2 separate regions of the Oryctolagus cuniculus genome follow, and region 2 is linked to region 1. A link is a contact called in public Hi-C data. All regions are on one chromosome and are shown on one strand. The core of a region is the stretch at or near the end of the contact, and the rest is flanking DNA. Distances in the headings are between cores, read along the strand shown.

Region 1 (5,799 bases), core at 1,152-3,651:
GTGTTTTTAGATGTTGGTGAACTTCTTCCCTTGGTGGGGTGTGTGGAAGACTTAATAGAGTAGGCAGGAGAGTGGAGGAATGGAAACCGTGCAGACCGTCTACTCTCTACTCTCAATTCAAGGCTTGCCCTGTGGCTTGCTTCAGTCTTGACAATTGTCTTCACTTTGCCATTGAGACAGACAGCTAAGTGAAAAACAGCAAGGTAGATTGAATAATTACTGTTTGTTCCTTCTCTTGGGACTTCCACATCCTTGTGTCCCTGTAAGCAGAAGCACTCACGAGTTTTTGCAGAAGTGCATTTTAGTCTGGGCCATTAGTTTTGGAATGATTGACGTGTCTTTCCCCCTCACCCTGATTGTCTAAATTTTTTAAGATGATTTTAAACTAGAAAGAAACAGTGCTCATATTCCTCTTATTTTTGATTATTCTGTGGTTTTCAGGTTTTTTTTTTTTTTTTTTTTAATTTAAGTTCAGGAAATCCTGTTGGGTTTCTTAATATTCTAAATTTATTTTCGTTGATACTATTTTTCTGCATTCTTTAAAAGTTCCTGCCTCTCTCTGAGGAAAGTAAGTACAATCAAGATGTTATCTCTGTGTTTTATAACATCTGTAGCGATTTTATCCATTCTTTGGAGAGTGCCTATTATTAAAAAAGGCTTAGATCAGGGAATACAAATCACATCTCAGTAATACATGATGACTTGCCTGCTGTTTTGCATGCTATATTTGAGCCACTTGCATTCTTGCTAAAATTGCATCCTCTGTTGAAGTGTTCCGTGAATTGTATGACTACAACATCTTGCTTTGTTTTTACTCATTTTGGTGCTTCTATAAAAAAAAAGGTACAATACTGTTTTTAGAAACAATAACTCTTCTGCACACACATCTACTTATTTCTCACTGTTTTCAAACAGCTGCTTGTTTACTTGTTAATCTATGCACATATTCCACATAGTATTCTTCATCTGATATAGAAAATATCTATTTGTCTTAGTGCTTTAAAATACATTTCTGGAAACATGGTTTATTAATTCTTAGCCAATGAGCTTCTAAAAGGATTTAGTGCATTTTCCCATTATTCTTTAGATGCTTGTTCTTGTTTGTAGGATTTGGTAGCTGATAACAGTCTCGTAATTGAAATGGAAATTGCACAGGCCTATGCTTTTTAAAAAATGTTGTATATGTGCGTGTGTTCTTATTTGGTCTTTTCTTCCAAAGAGAACATTTGTTCTGTTTGGGTCAGCTTAAATTTGTTAATAGTGATTCAGATGATACTGGATAAATCAAAGAACTAGTTATCAAATTTAGCTTGTGCTGTTCGGGCTCAAAGTATACCTACCAGCCACAGGTTTATATATGCATCTTGGATATTTCCACTTACTGTCATCTTCTGTTCTGGGTTTTCCTCTTGCTGTGCTGTAGGGTCAGGTGGGGTTGTGGACACACTGCTTCCCTGGTGGTGGCGACATCAGGTGGAGTGGACGTGGTCTGATCTCGCATCCTTGCTTTGTTGCCAGGTTTGCCAAGGAGCGCAGGCTGAGAATATGGAGAGACTACGTAGCTCCCACTGCTAATTTGGACCAAAAGGACAAGCAGTTTGTTGCCAAGGTAAGTCATTCTGTGCTTTGAAATGGAGAGCAGACATTGATTGGTGAGTGAAAATGCAATGACTTGAATCATTAGAAATGCTGCAGCTCTTGAAAATTTCACAGCAAAGTGTGTGTGTGTGTGTGTATGTGTGTGTGTGGCTTGTCGGGGCTCTTAAAAATTCTTTGGGAACTTTAAAAATTTCTCACTGCAAATTGCCTTAACTTCATTGGAAGTTCATGAGTTAGAGTAGTTGACGTTGCCAGTTTATAATCTCATTTTATCGGGTTTGTCTGCTTCTCAAATGACATCCTGTGGTGTTTCTTCTGTCCAAGTATGTGTGACCTCAGATTTCTTCTTTCTGTTTTGGAACTCGTGTGTGTGTGTGTGTGTGTGTGTGTGTCCCTGTCCTGCCTCGGGATACTTCTCTTCCACTGATGGTGTGTTGGGATGGGTTTTGTTGATAGGAACTGAACTTTCTAAATCCCTTGATTATATCAAGCAGTGCTATAAAAATGGTTTTTGTAGTTGTAGGTTTTGGTATCTTGAATGACACACCTGTTCTCTGTTTCTTCCCAATTTATTTTTCCTTTTGTTCAGAGATGCTAGAACTTTTGTCTTTATGAGCTAATATCCGTTTAATATTCATCCATATTCCTGGACTGAGAGGGTGGCTGTGTTCTTCTCCATTAACCCCGCATTTAGGAAGGGAAGCCACAAGGTGGCGCCATAAACCTGAAAAACCTGGATACTCTTGAATATTAGCAAAGTCTCTGAGGAATTCGCTGGATTTCTTCGCTGTTTTTAATGATGTCGAAAGTAATAGGTCATGGGTGATCAAGTGGCCTCCTCTCCTCTGTAGGTGTGCCAGAGTAGCCATGGGAATAGCCATAGTCACCCGTTTTCGTGGGAGTCCTCTCGTAGCGGGGTGCTCCCTGTGTATCTTCCCCTTTTGGATGCAGACCAGAATGGACATCTGGTTCCTTTTTGCTACGCAGGATACTAGTGTGGAAGCCCCTACATGGGGCTTCTCTATGTCACTCTACATATGTGACGCTCCCGTAATTGTGCTCATGTTCCTGTAACCTGTTCTGTGCTGCAAGGCTGTAGTTACACAATCAGAGGATGATTGTTTACTGACCATGGGAGTCAGGTCTTCAGTTTTCCCACCAACACTTTGAAGTTCTGTGACTTTATGTGGATTAGGCTTGGGAAGGTCCCAATACCTATCCTTATCCACTATCAGCCCCTTCTCAGTTGCAGTTGACGTTGTAGAAAAACCTAGAAGACTTTTGCTGACTGGGGACTAAGACATTGCAGAAGAGAGAGATTCAGAGGTTTAGTGATTGAGCCCATAGCTTTTGCATTTATCTTAAATATGACTTATTGGTAATTAGAAAAGAGAAACTTGGCTGTAGGATTTCTTCCATTTTTAAGATGACAACATCCTGATCTGTTTGTTTTGTAAATAATGTTAATATTTTTATCATTACAATAAAGTTATATTCATTACAATGCCAGAATACATTGCCCCAGAAAGCAACTAAATTAGGGTTCTGAGGAATAACTAATCGGTTGTAGAGCCTTAAACACCCAAATCTAGGTAATATGAATATAGCGTTGCTTAATAGAGAGTAAAATTTATTTGTAAGTAGGGGATCTTCAAACTTTTGAGTTTTTATAAAAGAAAAGTGTGAAGGAGATGAGTAAATACACCCAAATTACATGAAACTCTGATGCAGCTTTTTTTTTTTTCCTTACAAAAATCCAAAGTTGATTATATTCTCTGTCTCAACTTCTGTGAATTATGGTTGATGGGTCAAATCTGGCCCAGCAACTGTTTTTGTGTGGTCTGGAAGATTTTCATTGGGAAAAAAATGGATTTTGTATTGAATAAAATACTTGGCATGATATTTATATAAAATGGAATTTCAGTGTCATGCATAAATGGGAACAAAGCCATGTGTGGTTGTTTACATACTGTCTGTGGCAGTTTTCATGGTACAGTGGCAGAGCTGAGGAGTTATGACAGAGTTGTTGAAAACTGAGTTTTAGCATGCAAAGAATTATCGCCTTCAGGCTTATACCAGAGTTATAGCCTACAGAGCCTAATATATCTGCTCTCTGGCCTTTTACATAAAAGTTTGATGATCCCTGGTCTGTACCAGCCCTAATTACTCAGAGTGCCTTGACATGATGTGGGAGCCCGAGACAGAATACAAATCAAGGCATCGCTTCCTGCATCAACAAAGGCTTGCTGCGTAAGTGTCACCAGTGTTTTGGTGATGGACGTAGTGATGTTCAGGTGCATGTTCCTTATCTCTTTGCAGACTGGCAGCCACTTTAGAAGTACTGCTCTGCACTCTTTTGTGTATAATTTTTTAGTTTTAAGTTTGTGTTTTTAATACAAAACAAATTTAAAGTTACTACAGGTTTATTAAGAAATGTACTAGTTCCATTCCCTCGCCCTTGTGGCATCTCTTTAAGGTCTTAGCTGATTCATTCATTTACCTGAATAAAAGGTTTACATTGCTGTTGCTTCATGTTTTAATTGTATTTATAACCCCTTTCCTTCATAGCATGAAAGATAAGAATTTGGTTTTCTCACTTAAACACACATACTCACATGCCACGTACATGTACCTTCCCTCAATCCTCCAGCAAAGCTATATCATAAGTCAACTAAATTAATCATTCTTCTTGTGGCACTTATCACCACAGTGGTATTGCATATTAATACTGTTTTTCATTTCCTGCACAAGTGTTTGCTTTTACTGGTGCTAGTAATTTTAAAAATTCATATTTCTTTTGTATGTAGTTATTATTAATTCAACTTTCTGACTCTCCTTCCAAGACTTTCAATGTGCTAATTTAACCTTTAATAATACTTTCCTGGAGACTGGACTGATTCTTCCTTTTTGCCTTTTAGAGTGCTGGCACCTTTGGATTTCATCACTATTGTCTTGGGAAGTTTCTTTGCCTTAACGCTTGGGTTGGAACAATACTTTCTGCAGCTCATGACTTCTGTTTTGTGATTTACGATGCATTCTATAACTTCATGGCAGAATGATGTTTGGGAAGTATATTTCTGAGCCCTTTCATATCCATTTTCTACTTATACTTGAGTGATAGTTTAGCAGGGTATAGAATCACTGATTTAGAAGTTTTTTTCCATTAAAGTTGTTAAGGTATTGCTTGGTTTTCATTTAGCTATTACAGTGTTTTCTAACTTACTTTTTTTTTTTAAAGGTTTTATGCCATTCTGTTGTTTCATTTTAACATGAGGTTCTTTCTGTAAAGTTTTAGCTAATTCTTTTTGATCCAAGAATTTTGATTTCATAGTGATGTGCTTTGTTTATACATATGTGAACATATTATGTGCCAATGTTTAGCCCTTTATTTCTGGGACTTTTATTTTTTAGATTTCTTTATATTTATCCTTTAGCCTTTTTTTGGGGGTAGTATTTTATATATGATACTGTTTCCATTTCTAGTAGCTTTTCTTTCCTCTAAATGTTTCTATTTCATATATATGAACATTTTCTAAATTATGATTTTATAGTTTATTTGAAAGAGAGACAGTGCTCCCATTTGCTGGTTCACTTCTTAAATGCCCCGAACAGCCAGGGCATGGCCAGGCTGAAGCCAGGAGCCTGGAGCTCCATCTGGATCTCCCACAAGTGGTGGCAAGACCCAACCACTTGGGACATCATCTACTGTGTTCCAAGGTATACCTTGGCAGGAAGCTGAGGAGTGGACCCAGGACCAAAACCCTGGCACTAGGATGTGGAGTGCAGGCTTTTCAAGTGGCATGTTAACACCATGCCAAATACTTGCCCGTCTAATGCCACCTTCAGACGTGAATATCATGTTTCGGTTTGTGGAGTAATAAATTTTCCTAGTTTTAGAGGTTTCTTTTCTCTTCATATTCACTCCCTTGTTGAGTTGGTTCTCCAGTTTTCATTTGAGAGGCTTTACTCAGGTATTTGGCGTTCATGGTTGGTATTAGATCAGTGATCCTATGGGTGGCATTTAGGGTGTACATCTAGAAATCTAGGTGATTCCTGTAGAGATTTAAACCTGATCTTAATTTTTGGTCCCTTTTTCATTCTTACTTTCCATGCCTGATTCGACAGTTGGACACATTTGGCTAATTTGGCTGGAGTGAAAGGGGATTCTGGGGTATAAATAAGACTGGCTGTTGTCTTTTC
Region 2 (5,134 bases), core at 1,550-4,049, 300 kb after region 1:
CAACCTCTTACCAGAAACCTTTTCTGGCAGTAGAGCAAAGGTACATGGGGCTCGTACCCCACAACATTCCCAAGATTCCCCTCCCGCCCCCTTTAAATAGAACTTACAAGTTAGAAAATAGTTTTGTTTTGATTTTTTCTTTTTAAATTTTAATATAATCTGTTTTTTTTACCAGCCCATAGATTTAATATATAAGCATATACAAGAAAAAGTCTCTCCCCACTCTGTACAAAAGTTGCTGTCTCGTGTGTGTGTGTGTGTATGTGTGTGTGTTGTGTGTGTGTGCATTCTATTGCGTTTAAAGTTTTTGAGGGGAGGGGGCATCATATTTGAGTTTCCTGTACCTTGTCCTTGGTATGGGTCTGAATTATATAAGGTTCAGAGATAGTGGTGACTGTGGGGTGCAGAGAGTTCCCCAGGCTGTTTTCTGTCCAGTGGGCCCCATGTGCTGGTTTGTAGGTGTTGTAGTTAATATGGTCATGAATTGTGGGCAGCACTACTGCCCCCTCACCTGATACACTGGCTGGAGCCGCTGTTGCCGCCGCCGAAGCCGCCGCCGGGATGTCTTCGTCCACCTGGATAATCTCAACTGTCCTGGCGGCCGTGACGGTACTCCGCTGCTGGTGCCGCTTCCGGAGCTTGTAGAAGACAATCAACATGGCGGCAGCCAGCAGAGTCACTGCCACAAAGCAACCAATGATGATCTTGGTGGTCTTCATGACTTCATCCAGGCTGGTCTGCATCTTGTCAGTGGTGTCTGTCGCGGGTACCGCCACCTGCTTGGGCACACGGGTGGTCTGAATGAGCACCGTGGTAGAGGTGGTATATGCCGGCTGGTAGCCAGTGGACGTGGTGGGCACAGGCTTGTACTTCCTCGTGGTGTCCTCAGGCGAGATCTCCGTGGTCTCCACTGTGACTGTGGTGAAGAAACTGTAGTTGGAGGTGTTGAGCTCGGCCGTGCTCACGTTGAGGTAGGCCGAGGCGTTGGAGTTGCCAGCCACGTTGGTCACCATGCATGTGTATACCCCCGTGTCTGAGAGCAGCACGTGGGAGAAGTTCAAGGTGCCGTCGTTGAGGACAGAGATGCGCGGGTGGCGGGAGGCGTGGCTGAGCACTGTCCCATTGGGCAGCAGCCACTTCACCGAGGACATGGGGGGAGTCCGACACTTGAGTTCCGCCATCCGACTCTCAGAGATGTTGAGGTCCCGAGGCGCGTCCATGATGAAGGGGGCAGAGCACTGGAAGGAGGCCTGGTCCACCTCCACCAGGTAGCGGCCTCGCATGTGCATGGGAGCGTGACAGCGGCCGCAGCACGTGGAGTTGGTGGGTATATACTCCCGAAGCCACCAGGCCAGCCACAGGATGTCGCAGTCACAGTTCCAGGGATTGTGGTGTAAGTGCAACTCCACCAGGTACCTCAGTGGGCTGAAGAGGTCGTGGGGCAGAGAGGAGAGGTTGTTGTGAGCCAGGTTGAGTTCCACAAGCGAGGCCAGCCCGTCGAAAGCATTCCGCTCAATCAGGCTCACCTGCGAGTTCATGACCCACAGCTTCTTGAGGGAGCTCAGGCCATGGAAGGATCCAGGCCTGATCTCAGGAAAGTGGTTCCCTGACATCTCCAGCTCCTCCAGCCCCACCAGGGGGGTGAGGTTGGGCATATCTTTAATGTTGCACATACCCAAGTTCAGGTACTTGAGGTTGAAGAGCCCCTCAAAGGCGCCCTCAGAGATATACTCCAGCTTCTTGAGCTCCCCCAAGTCCAGGCGCATGAGGGAGGGCACTCGGTTGAAGGCATAGGAGGGGATGCTTTCTATAGGGTTGTTGCGAAGCCAGAGCTCCCGCAGTTTGGACAGGTATTCGAAGGCCCCGCTGGGGATGACAGTCAGCCAGTTGTCGAACAGCTCCAGGGTGTTGAGGCTGGCCAGGCCGTTGAAGGCCCCCACCTCGATCTGCCGGATGGAGTTCCTGCCCAGCTGCAGGACCTCCAGGTGGTGGAGGTGTCGGAAGGTGTCGGCCTGGATCATCTGGATATTGTTTTCCATGAGGTTGAGGTACCGGGTGTTGGAGGGGATGCCCTGTGGGACCTCAGAGAGGCCCCGGCGGGTGCACACCACCTTGCTGAACTGGTTACTGCACGAGCAGACGGAGGGGCAGTTCTGGGGCCCGGCCGAGGCGGCAGCAGCGATGGCTGCACACAGAATCCACACTTGTGCCGTGAGGTAGACGACGGGGAGCAGGACGGCATTCCAGGTGTGGTGCACAGTTACCTGCCACAAGAGCTTCATGGTGTGGCACGTTCATAATTCACCATCGCCTGGGATTTTGGCTCGGAAAGGAGAACCAGCCCTACCCCGGCTTAAGTGAGCTAGGAGCTCCTCTTTCCATCTGAAGAAGGAGGTGGGGAGGGGGCGATTAGAGACGGAGCGCGGATCGGCCGCAAAACCCCTGCCCAAACTAGAGAGCGGCCCCCTCCTCCAGCAGTCCACCCTCGAGGCCAGCCCCCTGCCGGCTAAGACTTTCTACCCCACAGTGCCACCATCCCCACCCAGTTCGCCGTCACCTACCTCGGAAGGAAGGCAGGAGAGAAGTGGCGTGCTGTCCTTAAGCTTTCTCCACGGGAGCCGGGCACCTCGTTCCCATTCTGACTTCTTAGTTTTAATTAACAAAAGGGGGAAGTGGTGGGGGTGGGGAGGGCACAGGAGAGGGGAGGGGAGGGGAGGGGTGGGGGAGACAAAATGGCTTCTAGTAAATCCGGAGCCAGAGACGGCAAAGCCGTGGAGTTGAGGCGCGCCAGGGAGAACCCAGGCCCGGCGGGCTATGCAGGTGCATGCCCCCCCCTCGGCCCGAGGAGCGGCGCCACCAGCGCTTCCCTGCTTTGTCCTTGGACCCTGGCACCGGCTCTCTCCATCCACGGGGGAAGGCGCTTCATCGCCAAAGTGTGCCTCCAGCGCCCCCAGCCCGCGCCCTGGGCCGCCGCCGGAGGGGGTGCGGGGGCGCCCGAAGCCGCCCAGGCCGCGCTCGCTGCCGCCGCTTACTGCTGCTGCTGCTGCTGCGCTCCGCTCTCCGTCGCCGGCCGCCCAGGTCGGCGGCAGCTGATTGCAGTCGTGTGCTCGCGGGGCTGCGAGAGTTAAGAGGAGGTGTTCGCGGCGCCTTCTCCCTCCCCAGACACACACCCCCTTTCTCCTGGCCTTCTCGGAAGGGTTAAGAAGACAAAAACTGGGCTGAGTTCTCCAGTCCGCCGTCTGCTGGCGCGAGGAGCAGTAATCCGTCCAGCACCTGAGGGGCAGCGGCGCCGCGGCTGCGCCGGGACCAGGTCCGCGGGCCGGCGAAGAGCTGGGCTCCCGCGGTCGCGCCCGCTCCGCAGGCCCCTTCGGAGAGTCCGGGGGCGGGCGCGGGTCCGGCGGCGACGACGGCCGCCGCAGCCCCCGGCGGCGCGCAACCGCCCGCCGCTGCCGGGCCCCCGGCGCGCCGCCGGCTCTGGCTTTGTGCAGAGGGGGCGAGTTCGCGGCGCGGGCTCCCGGCGCCTTCAGTGGCTGCGCTGTCCGCGCACTGCTGCAGCGGCCCGAGCGCTGGCGGCGGCGGCGGCGGCGGCGTGAGCAGCGGGGGTCGCGGCTGCGGGAAGCGCTCCCGGGCCCGGGAACATGGTCCCCGCTGGCTAGCGGCGGCGGCAGCGGGGGCCCCGCTCTGGGCGCCCACCGTCTCCTCCTCGCGCCGGGCTCGCGGTGTTGCAGGCGGCAGCCACGCAGACTGCTCTCTCATCCTTTTGTCCTTCAGTCAGAACGTGAATGTACTGCTGACGCATACTGTTCTGGGGAGAAGATTAGCGTGATGCGGAGCTGTGTGCATTAACACCGCTCCCGCCGCCGCCGCCGCCGCCTGCCCGCGAGGGGTTAACGCGGCGCCTTCCAGCGCCGCGCGCCCGCGCAGCCCCGCGCCCCGCGCCCGCTCGGTCCGCCCGCTGCTTCCTTTCTACCCCCTCCTCCCTCTCCCCCTTCCCCCCGCCCGGGGCCGCTGCCTCCCCGCCCCCTCTGGACGCACGGAGCGGGCTGGGCGAGCGGGCGAGTCGGAGTGAGCGTCAAGTGCGGGCCCGCGCGAGTTGCAGGCGTTCGCAGCTATTTTGGGCTAGCCGAGAGCGCGGCTGAGCGGCTGCTGATAGGCTGGGCGGCCGTGGGGCTGCGGCGGGAGAGCGCGCCCTCCGGCCGGCTCCCGGCCGCCCAGCGCCCCCTGGCTCCGGGGCGGCGGGCTCAGGCGGGCCCGCCAGCCCGCGGCCGGGCTGCGGCAGTTGGCCTGCCTCCCTCCGGGACCGCATCGTCCTCACCCCGCGCAACGCTGTCGGGGCGCGTAGTCGCGCAGCGCCGTTCAGGCGCTCGAACTCGGACTTCGGGGCTGCATGGCCGGGCGCGGGGCCGCGCGGAGCCGGAGACCCAGCGCCTGGGCTTGACTGCTGTACCGATGTCTGTCCTATCTCCCTCTCACCAGTTCCTCATCTTCTGGGCTCTAACTAGGGCTTTTAATGATAGCTTTCTTAATGAGGGTTGCGGGGGTGGGAAACGGTGGCAGGAAAGACCAAATGCCGGGAGCCGAAGGAATGACAGCCTGGGAAGGATTGCGTGAGCTCCCAGAACCTGCGGCGTGACCTGTTCATTCACGGAGCCGCAGCCTGCACCCGGCGTCGAACCTTGGCTCCCCCCAGCGCCCCGGGAGTGGGGGAGGCGGCGTCAGCCTTCACCAGCCCCTCTCCTCGGGCTTCCCGAGCACAGCTAGGTAGCAGTTGCCCCAACTTCTGGCCCTGGGGGAGCCTGGGGCATTTGACAGATTGTTGTAAGAGAGTAAGTTAGGGCAGCCTTTTCCCACCTTCAAAGACGACTCTGGATTCTACCACACCCATCCCTCAGTCTTGTGTGCTGCCCAGTAAGCTGAACCTCCTTAAATATGTAAGGAACTCTTGCAATCCCAAAAACTGTTTCGTTGTAGGCAAGTTGGTTTTTCCATTCTTTACTAAGGTCTTTTTGCCTGGATTTGTAGTCAAATAGTTAGTATTTATTGAGTCCATAATCTGTGTATCACTGTTAATGTTCCCGGCAGTCCTGCTGTCCATTTCATGAATGGGTCAGATTTGTTGTAGAGTGGTAACAAT

What was found. Hi-C and Micro-C count contacts between places; a contact is called where the count stands out from the background.
Region 2: a contact with region 1 is called in a Hi-C map of psoas muscle, with 5 times the contacts expected there. The contact joins the promoter of LRRC4 here to the enhancer-like site in region 1. A contact is called at or near these places in 3 of 6 Hi-C or Micro-C datasets (ear pinna, psoas muscle and an unstated tissue).

Annotation. Positions count from the first base shown.
Region 1 is chr3:164,172,745-164,178,543 of mOryCun1.1, forward strand. It overlaps SND1 (staphylococcal nuclease and tudor domain containing 1), which reads left to right. Exons shown (of 24, transcript XM_002712078.5): 9 at 1,519-1,609. Among named protein-coding and RNA genes, the nearest start is that of SND1, 57 kb to the left of the region's middle. Within about 2 kb of position 2,402, at least 1 of the 8 cell types and tissues checked has an H3K27ac peak or open chromatin away from gene starts, as enhancers often do.
Region 2 is chr3:164,470,458-164,475,591 of mOryCun1.1, forward strand. It overlaps LRRC4 (leucine rich repeat containing 4), which reads right to left and starts at 2,800. Exons shown (of 2, transcript XM_008258237.4): 1 at 2,562-2,800; 2 at 122-2,382. The coding sequence starts at 2,282. The coding sequence ends at 324. The region is part of intron 16 of SND1 (staphylococcal nuclease and tudor domain containing 1); the gene reads left to right.